4 separate regions of the Mus musculus genome follow, and regions 1, 2 and 4 are each linked to region 3. Evidence: chromatin contacts called from public HiChIP or PLAC-seq and promoter capture Hi-C data. All regions are on one chromosome and are shown on one strand. Each heading gives the region's core, a stretch centred on a gene start, on an enhancer-like site or on the middle of the called end of the contact. The rest is flanking DNA. Distances are from core to core; before and after follow the strand shown.

The links. Promoter capture Hi-C pulls out the DNA fragments that hold promoters and counts their contacts. HiChIP or PLAC-seq counts read pairs in DNA pulled down with a chosen protein or histone mark.
Region 1: an H3K27ac HiChIP or PLAC-seq map of thymic regulatory T cells shows a contact between it and region 3, with 7 times the contacts expected there. The contact joins the promoter of Jmy here to the promoter of Rps23 in region 3. A contact is called at or near these places in 1 of 39 promoter capture datasets (pre-B cells) and 1 of 115 datasets of contacts at active chromatin or transcription factors (thymic regulatory T cells).
Region 2: a contact with region 3 is called in a promoter capture Hi-C map of embryonic stem cells, with 5 times the contacts expected there. The contact joins the promoter of Tent2 here to the promoter of Rps23 in region 3. A contact is called at or near these places in 2 of 39 promoter capture datasets (embryonic stem cells and pre-B cells).
Region 4: a promoter capture Hi-C map of hippocampal neurons shows a contact between it and region 3, with 5 times the contacts expected there. The contact joins the promoter of Edil3 here to the promoter of Rps23 in region 3. A contact is called at or near these places in 4 of 39 promoter capture datasets (the C10 cell line, embryonic stem cells, hippocampal neurons and 1 more) and 1 of 115 datasets of contacts at active chromatin or transcription factors (bone marrow-derived dendritic cells).

The regions. Positions count from the first base shown.
Region 1 is chr13:93,498,403-93,501,102 of GRCm38.p6, reverse strand. It overlaps Jmy (junction-mediating and regulatory protein), which reads left to right and starts at 1,295. Exons shown (of 11, transcript NM_021310.3): 1 at 1,295-2,700. The coding sequence starts at 1,797.
Region 2 is chr13:93,191,007-93,193,706 of GRCm38.p6, reverse strand. Tent2 (terminal nucleotidyltransferase 2) reads left to right here and starts at 1,290. Exons shown (of 15, transcript NM_133905.3): 1 at 1,290-1,613.
Region 3 is chr13:90,921,825-90,924,557 of GRCm38.p6, reverse strand. Rps23 (ribosomal protein S23) reads right to left here and starts at 1,436. Exons shown (of 4, transcript NM_024175.3): 1 at 1,359-1,436; 2 at 812-971; 3 at 112-232; 4 at 1-21. The coding sequence starts at 1,362.
Region 4 is chr13:88,820,102-88,822,801 of GRCm38.p6, reverse strand. Edil3 (EGF-like repeats and discoidin I-like domains 3) reads right to left here and starts at 1,330. Exons shown (of 11, transcript NM_001037987.3): 1 at 754-1,330. The coding sequence starts at 820.

The DNA.
Region 1 (2,700 bases), core at 46-2,545, 2.6 Mb before region 3:
TCTTTTTCTGAATCTTGCTGTGTGTGTGTGTGTGTGTGTGTTTGGTCCAAGAGTAGGCATGGGTTTCAAAGCAGATGTTTAAAGTTTAAAATGTTCAGCAAGGCGGTGGTGGCACACGCCTTTAATCCCAGCACTTGGGAGGCAGAGACAGGCAGATATCTTAGTCCGAGGCCAGCCTGGTCTACAAAGTGAGTTCCAGGACAGCCAGGGCTACACAGAGAAACCCTGTCTCCAAAAAACCAAAACCAAAACAAAAAAAAAAGTTCAGCCAAGAGATAGGTCTAAAACTTTTGACTATCAATTTAGATGTCAGGCCAATACAAAACTGTGTGTAGCTGACAACGTGAGGGTGACTCAGATGATTTTCACACGTTTTAGAAATGTGGCTTAAAGTAAAAGAACTAATTCCTATTATACATTAGTGCCTGCTTGATGCCTTAGACACTGACAGGAAAGATGACGCCAATAATATAAAGTGGATTATAAACCTACTAGACAATATTAGGAATGTTTCAACACAATTTAGTATGAATAATTGGATTTTTCTGGCTGGTTTTTGAAACAAGGTCTTTTGTAGCCCCTGCTGGCCTTGAATTACCATATCTGGTTGCCTCTACTCACCAAGTGTTGGGATTATAGTTATGCACTGCCTTGCCAGGCTGATAAAAACTTTTTGTTTGTGCTTTCTGGGAACTCTGATAACTGAATACAATGTCAAAACTTTAGTGCAGTGACTGCCCAAAGAGATTCTCAGAACAGTACACAACGAGGAAAGCCGAAGCAATAAAAGAAGGATAAATTGAGACAAATGTTCACGCTCTTTAGGACGTGACTGAATTTTCCTACTGTTTTCGTATTCTCCTGAGTTGTTTTGCATACATGTCTAACTTAAATTGTGTCTGAAGGATGTCAGGGGAGAATGGAACCCTTTGGCTTAGCCTTGTAAAGCAAGGCAGAGTTCCCGGACTGTTTAGGACGCGTCTGAACACAGTTGGCGATCCAGATTCACTTAGGGTGAAGGAGGGCTACATCAAGGTCCTTGAACAAAGTCTCAGAGTCCCTCTGCCTTTGCTCCTCTTGCCGGGGGTTCAAAGCAACCTGTGCGGCCGGGCACACCAGTCTCTCATCTTGCAGAAAAGCGTCATCCCGCAGCCACAGACTCCGGGCCGGGAAAAAGGGGGCAGGGCTGGGGCCAGGAACGCGGCGGCGCGCAGGCGCGGCTGGAGGGACGCGGAGGGGGGCGGGGCGCCGCCGGGCGGGCGGGACGCGCGCCGCCGCTCCCGTTGCCGCTGCTGCCGCCGCCGCGTCAGCAGCGTGCCGCACGTGCCCGTGTTTACGTCCCTCGTGGAGCCGCAGACGTCACAGCCGAATGGCAACATTGTGGCGACGCTGAGACTAGCGCTTTAGGAGTCTGCTTTCTGGTTCTGGTTCTGGCTGGCTGGGCGCTGTTGGCCGGGGGCAGAGGGGCGGCGGGGAGGTAGGCCCCGGCGGGCGAGCGGCGGACGCGCGCCTCAGCACGCAGCCCCGCGGCTCCGCGCAGGCCGGTCCGGCGGCCCAGGGCCCTGCGCTGCGGCAGCGAGCGGCTTGTAAACAGATCCGGCCGCACGTGACCATGTGAACTACCTGCTCCGGGCCGCGTATTGTCTCTTCTGAGAGCCGCACCACAAAGGAGCCGGTGGGTGAGCGGCCGGCGCGCTAAGATGGCTGCAGGCGCCCCGCAAGGGTGAGCTGGGGGCGCGGCCACCGCGGAGACTCGGCCGGGCGGGCGACCCCCCTCGCCGGGCACCGGAGCTACCATGTCGTTCGCGCTGGAGGAGACACTCGAGTCCGACTGGGTGGCGGTGCGGCCCCACGTATTCGACGAGCGCGAGAAGCACAAGTTTGTGTTCATTGTGGCCTGGAACGAGATCGAAGGCAAGTTTGCTATAACCTGTCACAACCGGACGGCCCAGAGACAGAGGAGCGGTTCCCGGGAACAGGCGGGGACGCCCGCGTCTGATGGGAGTCGCGGTCCGGGCAGCCCCGCGGCCAGGGGTCGGTCAGAGGCCGCTGCCTCTGCTACAGCAGCGCTCCGGAGTCCCGGGCCACGGAAAAGCCAGGCCTGGGCCGAGGGCGGCTCTCCGCGCAGCGCGCGCAGCCTGAAGGGGGATCCTCCTCGGGGTCCCGCGGGCAGAGGACCGGAGAGTCCTCTCCGTAGCCCCGCGCGGGCTAAGGCCAGCCCGCTCCGCAGAAGCGCCGAATCCCGAGATGCGACCGCCAGTGCCACGCCAGCCCCGCCGGCGCCCCCGGTGCCCCCGGTGTCGTCGGTGCGGGTGGTGAGTGCCTCCGGGGCGGTCTCCGAGGAGATCGAGGTCCTGGAAATGGTGAGGGAGGACGAGGCGCCACAGCCGCTCCCGGACTCGGAGCAGCCGCCGTCTGCCGCGGAGCTGGAGTCTCCGGCCGAAGAATGCAGCTGGGCCGGGCTTTTCTCCTTCCAGGATCTGCGAGCCGTGCATCAGCAGCTGTGCTCGGTAAACTCCCAGCTGGAGCCGTGTCTGCCGGTGTTCCCCGAAGAGCCGTCAGGCATGTGGACGGTGCTGTTTGGGGGCGCCCCCGAGATGACCGAGCAGGAGATCGACGCTCTATGTTACCAACTCCAGGTATACCTGGGCCACGGCCTGGACACGTGTGGCTGGAAGATCCTTTCTCAGGTTCTTTTCA
Region 2 (2,700 bases), core at 41-2,540, 2.3 Mb before region 3:
TTAGGTTTTTCGAGATAAGGTTTCTCTGTGTAGCCCTGGCTGTCCTGGAACTCACTCTGTAGCCCAGGCTGGCCTTGAACTCAGAAATCCGCCTGCCTCTGCCTCCCAAGTGCTGGGATTAAAGGCGTGCACCACCACACCTGTCTTGGCCCTAGCCTTCTTATATGCCCTTTTTATGCCCGAAAAGACAAGCAAGACAGGAAACCAGAGCCATGTTGAAGATCAACTTAACTGACATTTATAAAATACTCTACACAATAACTGAACATACTTTATTACCAAAGCACAATTAACATTTACCACATCAGATGATACTCGGAAGCACGTGACAAGTTTTTTAAAAAATTATTTAAATGATTCAAATATAATTTATAAAGACTTTGCAAGTCAAGTGAAACGAAAACTCTTTATCGAAATAAGTGGGATTCAGTTAAGTTATTATTCATATAGTAAGTTATCAAACGACTCTAAGTATTATCACAGAAATGACCTCAGTTTGTGAATTAAGGTAGAAAAATTAAAAATTGAATAACTATTGAGTTCGAGGCCAGCCTGGTCTACAAAGTGAGTTCCAGGACAGCCAGGGCTATACAGAGAAACCCTGTCCCGACAAAACAAAAACAAAACAAAAACAAAAAAACAACCAAACTAAAAACAATGGGGGAAAAAAACCCAGAATAAATAACAAGAAAACCAAAAAGCAGTAAACAAATCATTACTTTCGGGATTGGGAACGGTCAGATTCTACGGGGACAAAACAGGGCTATTGTTTACAGATATTCATCAATAAATCAAGCAGTTTAGACAGTTTCACCAGATACTAAAGTTCTCTCAATGAGAAACAATGGTGGGTATTTGTTAGACAAGTGAGTGCGAGCTAGGGCAGGGTAATGTGTGGGTGGTTTTGGGGGCCTTAGAGGCATGATTTTGTCTCCAAGAAACTGTTTTTGTTTGTTTGTTGTTGAGGAGAACATCACCCACGATTTCATACTGATCTTTCCAGCAATGGGAAGGTTGGTTTTGGATATCTCCTGGAAGGCCCTCCATGGACAGAACAGGCCTCCTGGAAATGGCCAGCGGCACGTAACTTAGGAGGCGGCGCCAGCGGAGCGGGGTGGCCTACTGCCCTGCGGAAGGGCCGGGCTGTACCTTCCCTCGCCACCATCTCAGCAGCCGCCGCAGACTCCCTGGCTGGACCAGGGTGGGGCTGTGCGCCTGCGCAGCTCAGCAAACGCGCTCTCCAGTGTCGGCTGCCGGAAGTCTGACCTTTCGCTCCCGCTGATGATTCCTTTCCGGGGTCACGTTGATCTTCCGGGTCCTGTGACAGGGTTGTCTACGCCGCCTTTTCGGCGACTTTTTAGTCTTCCGCCTTTTTTTTTTTTTCCTCCCCCACCCCCCTTTCTTTTTGTTGTCGCCACCCCCAGCCTTCCACGGCCGCGCGGGCCTGGCCTTAGGCTCGTGACTCTCCGCCGCCCTGCCCGCCCGAGCTGGGCCTCGCTGCGCCGGGCCGCTGGCTGCTCCTACCTCTGCCTGCTCGGGCGGCAGCTCCGGCCTGGGAGCGTGTTGGCGGGCAGTGCCGCTGGGCCCCGCTCGGCCCTTCGGCGTGGACGCCGGTGAGTTTCAGGGCTTCGGTGGGGATGCACGAGTGCAGGCCCCGGTCCCCGGCCGGGCGCGTGAAACTTGGCTGAGACTGGCGCTGTGTTTTGCGCGGGAGAGCCTGGCGCTCCCCCGGAGCTCCCTGGATTAGGGGCGTTCCCAGGCCGCCGGACTTTGGGAAGAATGTTGGCCTTTCTCTGATCTGTCTTCTCGCTAGTTCTCATGTCGCCTCCCGCCCTCTCCTCACTCCCTAGACCGAAAGAGTAAGACTGTCTTGATACTCCCTCTTGGAGTTCCAAAAGGCAGTGGAGACCCAAGGTAAATGTCTAAATTAACGAACTCTTGTGGAAGGCATTTATCTCTGAGACAATTAAACAGCATGGAGTCATCTCAGTCAGGTCAGGACTGGCTGATGGTCGAATTCACTTTTCCTAGTCATATTTGTGGTTGGGCTCTCCTTTCTTTAACTGCTTAAGAACACAAGGGGCAATGTGTTTCCTGGTATCTGTGATTTAAGTTTCTTGTTTTGCCCTATTTGAGCGTTGTTTAAAGTAATTAGTTTGTTGATAAGAGGAAGAGGAAAAATTGTGCAGGTCAAACAGGATTGGAAATTTAACGTGTTTAGCGTATGGTTTTTGTGAAGTCACACTACCATCATAGTACATAGTTTAGTACTATAGGGCTTTGCTGTGTTAACAGCTATTAACACGGTTAATCTGTACTGATTAGTAACCTGTAATAGAAACACTGGTTGGTGTGAATTGCCCCAATTGTATGTGTTCGAGAAATACACAGACTCTGTGAAACTCTTAGATGGAATTTAATTTTTAATAAAAAGAATGCTCTGTTCAGAGCCTGAAGGTGGTTTTGACAGTGCATGCTGAGCAGGATCTGGGAGTTACACTTGTGTTGTAGAACAAAGAACTGATCCAAGACACTTAGAGTGCACACATAACTTGATTAAGCCATGCAGTTCTTGTAGGAAATTGCTACTTTCTCAGGAATCTTGGTGAAGAGACAGTTATGTAAACTTGAGTAGTCTATAACTTCTTGTTGAGATCAATTTGACTAAAGTTAATTCCAGTTGCAAATTAAGAGACCAAA
Region 3 (2,733 bases), core at 187-2,686:
AACCAGAACTTCATCATTTTCCTGAAATAAAATAAAGGCCATTTTAGGTATCAGTGGCAATTAAAATACCCACCTGGCAAATTAAATATTAAAAGAAATAAAATAAGTCACCTCAATGAAGTTCAGGCAGCCATCATTGGGCACGAACGCTGTGATCTTCTTCCCGTTCTTAATGAGCTGCACCCTGACGCACTTCCTGATGGCAGAATTTGGCTGTTTGGCCTCAACCCCTCTGCAATATCAATGGCACATGTGAAGTCAGTAAGGTTTTTAAAATTCGATTAAGAATAAAAGTAGAAGCAGCTCCTAGTCAATCCAGTCTCAAATCCTGCAGATGCCACTATTTTAATGAAGTTTTTACAGGCAAAATCGAACTTTAGCGCCACTGGAGTGGTAAAAATGAGGATTCAAACTCTTGTTGCGAAATTTGTGAACGCCACACACAAAAAAAAAAAATCATCACTCTAAAAAGCCAATGCACCAGAAACATGCCAGAAAAGGAATTTTCTCAACTCCAAAAAGATACTAAGAATGTACCAGCTGCTTAAGGTATAGCCCCCCCCCCAACTGTTCAATGTATGCTTTAGTATGTACTATATTACTTTTACTTCTTCCATTCCTTCCAGACTACAGCCGAAATTAAAAACTTTAGTAATCTCATCCCTGGCCGAACATAAACAAGCACATTTCCCATTTTTTCCTTATAAAAACCCCAACCAACGCAGGCTCAGGATCTTTTGCGACTTTTGAAGAACTACTTCGTTCTCAACTACGGTAAACCATCGCTTCTAGCGCGCAGCTTTTGACTTACACTTTTTCCAGCACAATTCCCTTTGCATGAGAGGCACCCCCAAACGGATTGGCCTTCAGGGCTGTGCCCAAGTGGGCTTTCTTGTACTGTTTGTCATGCCACTTCTGGTCCCGTCGGTGACTGCGGAGCTTCCGGGCAGTTCGGAGACCACGACACTTGCCTAAAAAACACACATCACTGAATGCTCCGCAAACCGAGCCCGCGCTTCCGCACACGAGCTTCAGCAGAAGGGACGTTTGCGCCAGAGACCTGTGGCTCCTCTTAGCACGTGGGCCAATTACCCTCGAAATCCCCTAACTCGGAGCTGCACACAAACCCAGGCTGGGGCCTTTACGCTTACTTAAATTTCCAGGGTAATGGGTCCCGGCAAGGCCGCCCGAAGGCCGCAGGAACTCTTCCGTATGGCCACGTGCCCGCGGGACGGCGCCCCTTCTCCCGACCTCCGCCCGGTTACAGCCCTACTCTCCGCTCTATCTCCCCACGATAGGCCGTATCCCGAGCTCTAGAGCCCTGCGGCGGCCCCTCAGCCCAGCCCCGCACAGCTCACCCATCTTGCCGGCGCCACGGGCCCAAGAGAAAGAGAGAGGAGGTGCAGGAAGGACCCACAAGGCATTGCGGGAAGCCCCGCCCAGCCGAAGGCCCCGTGCGGCTGTCCAAGCGGCGCCTGTACCGGGGAGTGTGTGGGTGGAGGAAACGATTCAGTGCCTCCACTTTTGTGAGACACAGAGTTTTGTTTAATATGTATCAAATCCAAAGCAATTTCATTTACGCTGTTATTTCCTTTTCAGGCAAATGACAAGGCTAGAGGAATACGGACTACCAATCCCAGAAATCTTTGCGCTAACTGCTCACTGCGCAGGCGTCCTCTGCAACTCCCTCAACCCACCCCCCCACCCCCCCACACCTCAGGCCCAGGGCTGGGCGGTGCTAATTCGGAAAGGGCGGAGCGGGGTGGGGCTGGACGGAGTAGGAGGTTCCCAGCGTCAGTAAATTGTAAATTTTAGTGAGGCAATGATTCAGTGATGAAAAATCGATTATTTTTGTTGTTGTTGTTTCTAGCCAGACTTGAGCTTTAAACAGTGAGCTGACATTTGTTGGTTGTGCGTCCTTGCTTAATTCTAGTACCTTTACAACCCGAATCTTTCCTGTAGTTTTTCTGGGATGTTGAGTCACATAAAAATGAAAATTTTAATGTCTTTGCACTGGATATTTGGCAGTTAAGAGAACGAAGATTTTTCTCGTTAAGTTTATATTCTAGGTAAAGGGACAGAGCCTATAAATATAAAAAAATATCTTTACACACTGACAAATGTTATAGAAAAATGAAGCTTTTTAGTGAAGGGGTGGACTTTAAGAAGGTATCCCTGTAGGTTACATTTGAGCTGGGAGCCTATATTTAGCATAGGATACAGCCTTCCAGAAGTGAAAGGTGGTTCTCTTGTCAATTGAACTGAGAGATTAAAAAAAAAAAGCAACAGTGGTTCTGAAAGCCTGGGCATTACAGAACTTTACAGCTGGGCATGGTGGTGCATGCCTTTAATCCCAGCACTTGAGAGGCAGAGGCAGGTGAATTCCTGAGTTTGAAGCCAGCCTGGTCTACAGAGTGAGTTCCAGGACAGCCAGGGCTACACAGAGAAACCCTGTCTCAAAAACAACCAAACAACCAAACAAACCAAACAAACAGAACTTTACCGCAGTAAAGCCTTCTGAAACTCTCCTCTGATATTAAATCTTTAGATTTAAGCTGGGGATTCTTTTTTTTTTTTTTTTTTTTTTTTTAGATCTGTTTATTTTATGTATGTAAGTACACTGTAGCTCTACAGATGGATGTGAGCCTTCATGTGGTTGTTGGGAATTGAATTTTAGGACCTCTGCTCCCCGGTCGGCCCTGCTTGCTTGGGTCAACTCCATTTGCTCAGTCC
Region 4 (2,700 bases), core at 81-2,580, 2.1 Mb after region 3:
TGAACAACTTTTTGGCTCCTGGGCCAGGGACGCATGAAGGTTGGTTTGCACATCACAGCCATCTATTACCAAGAGTTAAGGTCTTACCCAGAGGGAGTACAAAATAATGCTCAAGCCCCCTGGGGTTGGAGGAGAAGAGAGTTGTTTGAGCTGTTGTAATTGAAGTCACGCGCCCAAGAGGAGGGTTGGGGAGAAAGCTAGCGACTTAGTAGACCTCTCTCTTTCTCATTGGCAGTATGAACTCTCAATATCGGGTCCAGGTTGACAGACCCCTTAGCCCCCACCCCCACCCCCACCCCTGTCCCTGCACCAGAGCACTGCATCCAGCTTACCGCCCGGTGGTTATCCAGGCTATTCTAGCACCTACTAGATGATGGCCCAGCACACTTAGCTCTGTCAGGTCTCTATCACAACCTCACAACCCTGTCCGCTGTCATCGGCCAAGAACATTGATATTTGCTAGTCAGGGGTCGCGCAGGGAATCACTAGCAAAAAAAAAGCCTAGGAAGACAACCCCTTCACACCCCCTCAATCTTCTTATTTTCTAGATCGCACCCTCTTCCCAGGCTCAGCCTGGGGCACTCCACACGGACTTTGCTAGCACTTTGGCAGGGTATCCAGGGAGCATCGCCTCTTTCGTAGCGCTCCTCACGCCGTGCACGCACTGAGGACCCACTGTGGCCCCTTGAGCGGCATTTCCAAAGGTGCTCCCCGCCCGTCCCTCATCCAGGGACCCCTGCCCAGCCACCTCACCTTTGCCGAACTGGGGCACCCCGAGGCTGAGTCCAACCAAAAGCCAGGCTGCTACCAAGTGCTTCATGATCCCTTCTCACGGACGTGACCTGGGCTGGTCCGGGGTCGTAGCGGAGGGCACAGTAGGCGAGGCGGCCCTGCAGGACAGCAGTAAACCCCGCCCTGTCAGAGATTCAAGAGGACGTCTTTCCTCCCGCAGCGCTTCCTCAAATTCTTGGGAAGGGCGATAAAAGAGTGGTGGCCCTAGAGAAAGGGTGATTCACCCCTCACTCCAGCTTCGCCTGAGCTGGGGTGCGCGGAGGTGGGTGCGCTTGAGAGAGGCTGGGGCTGCGAGTGGGTCCTAGCAGAGGCACAGCGGGCGGAGCGCGGGCTCCTTGGGTTCCTGGCTCCCCGATTTCCGTGCGCGCACCGCAGGCGAAGCGGCCAGCAGTGACTACGGCTCACGCTGCTGCCGCGGCGGCTGCGGGGGCTTCTGACTTGGAGAACAATGAAGCGAGAGCTGGAGGGGAGCGAGCCTGAGGCCAGGAGCGCACTGTGTACAAACAGTGGCGGCGCGCGTGTGAGACTGAGCCTAGCTGGCTTTGGGCGCCCCCGGCGGCCCGCCCCCCTACCCTCCCTCTTCTTATTGCCTTCTCCAATCTCTCTCTCTCTCTCTCTCTCTCTCTCTCTCTCTCTCTCTCTCTCTCTCTCTCTCTCTCTCTCTCTCTCTCCCTCCTTCCCTCTCTCTTCCTCTCCCCCCCATTCTCTCTCTCTCCCCCAGCTTTGGAAGGTGGCTCCTTCTGCTGGAAGAGAAAGGGAGGCAGCCGCAGCCACACCCTGACTGATACCTGCCACTATCTGCTAAGTTCCACATCTTCTCCACCTAAGATGCAAACTCTAAGGTTAAGGGAATACGATAGATGTCCGAAAGTGTTGGTTCCAGGTTTGGTTTTATGGTTAAGTGTACAAAAGAGTCCACTGAACTTCAGGACTGCCAGGAAAGGAAGTTAAGAGATTTCACAAAGTGGCTCTAGGAGCCTCAAGCTTGGTGAGACCCAAGACTGCTAAAAGAAGTCTCAGTTTCTCAGGAGTCACGATTTAGTCAGGAGCCAGACAGGCAAGACAGGCTGCTGCTCTGTTGTTCTGCCTGCAAATCAGTTTGCTCAGGGCTGAAGAGAAAGGTTGTGGGCTCATCTGCTCTCAGTGGAGAAAGGGCATAAGCAAGTGGGAGGCATGTAAGCAGGACATCTGTTTCACATGAAGGAAGTCATAGAAAAACAGAGGAAAGAGCAGATTCTTGACACATCACTCAGGTGGATCAAATTTCGCTGTTCTTCACCAAAACTAAAATAAATGGGCTTATTTTGCACTGAAAGTGATTGAACTGAAAATAAAGCCTCTGGCTTACAATTGTACTTTCTCCCCTGTTTTTCAGTTAGAATGATTGCTTACTGTAGATTCAATTCCTGTGGTACCAAGTACCAAAATGAAACAGGGTTCTCTGCCCTCCCCGAGTCACCATTAGGAAGGGAGATAGGAGGATATAAACACATGCGTAGAGAAACTGAAGAAATGAAGAAAATTGTCACTCTCAGGATTAGATGCTGAAAGGAGACAACCATGAAACTTCTTTATTTCTTCCTCAAGTCCTTGGAACCTCATCTTGTACCATCTCTCTGTCTGGAGTGATATCAAGGGTGGGAGGACATGCAAACCAATTGAGAAATAAAACCAAATGAGGGCAAGAGAGAGAAGTAATGTGTAATATGGGCAAAACACCAACCACAATAAAACATGTTTCCCATGCTGAGTGAGAGGGTGACAATACATGTTTAAAAAACTAACCAGAGCTCCCAGGGATTAAACCATCAACCAAAGAATACACATGGAGGGACCCATGACTCCAGCCATATATGTGGCAGAGAAGGGCCTTGTTAGGTATCAATGCGAGGAGAAGCCCTTGGTCCT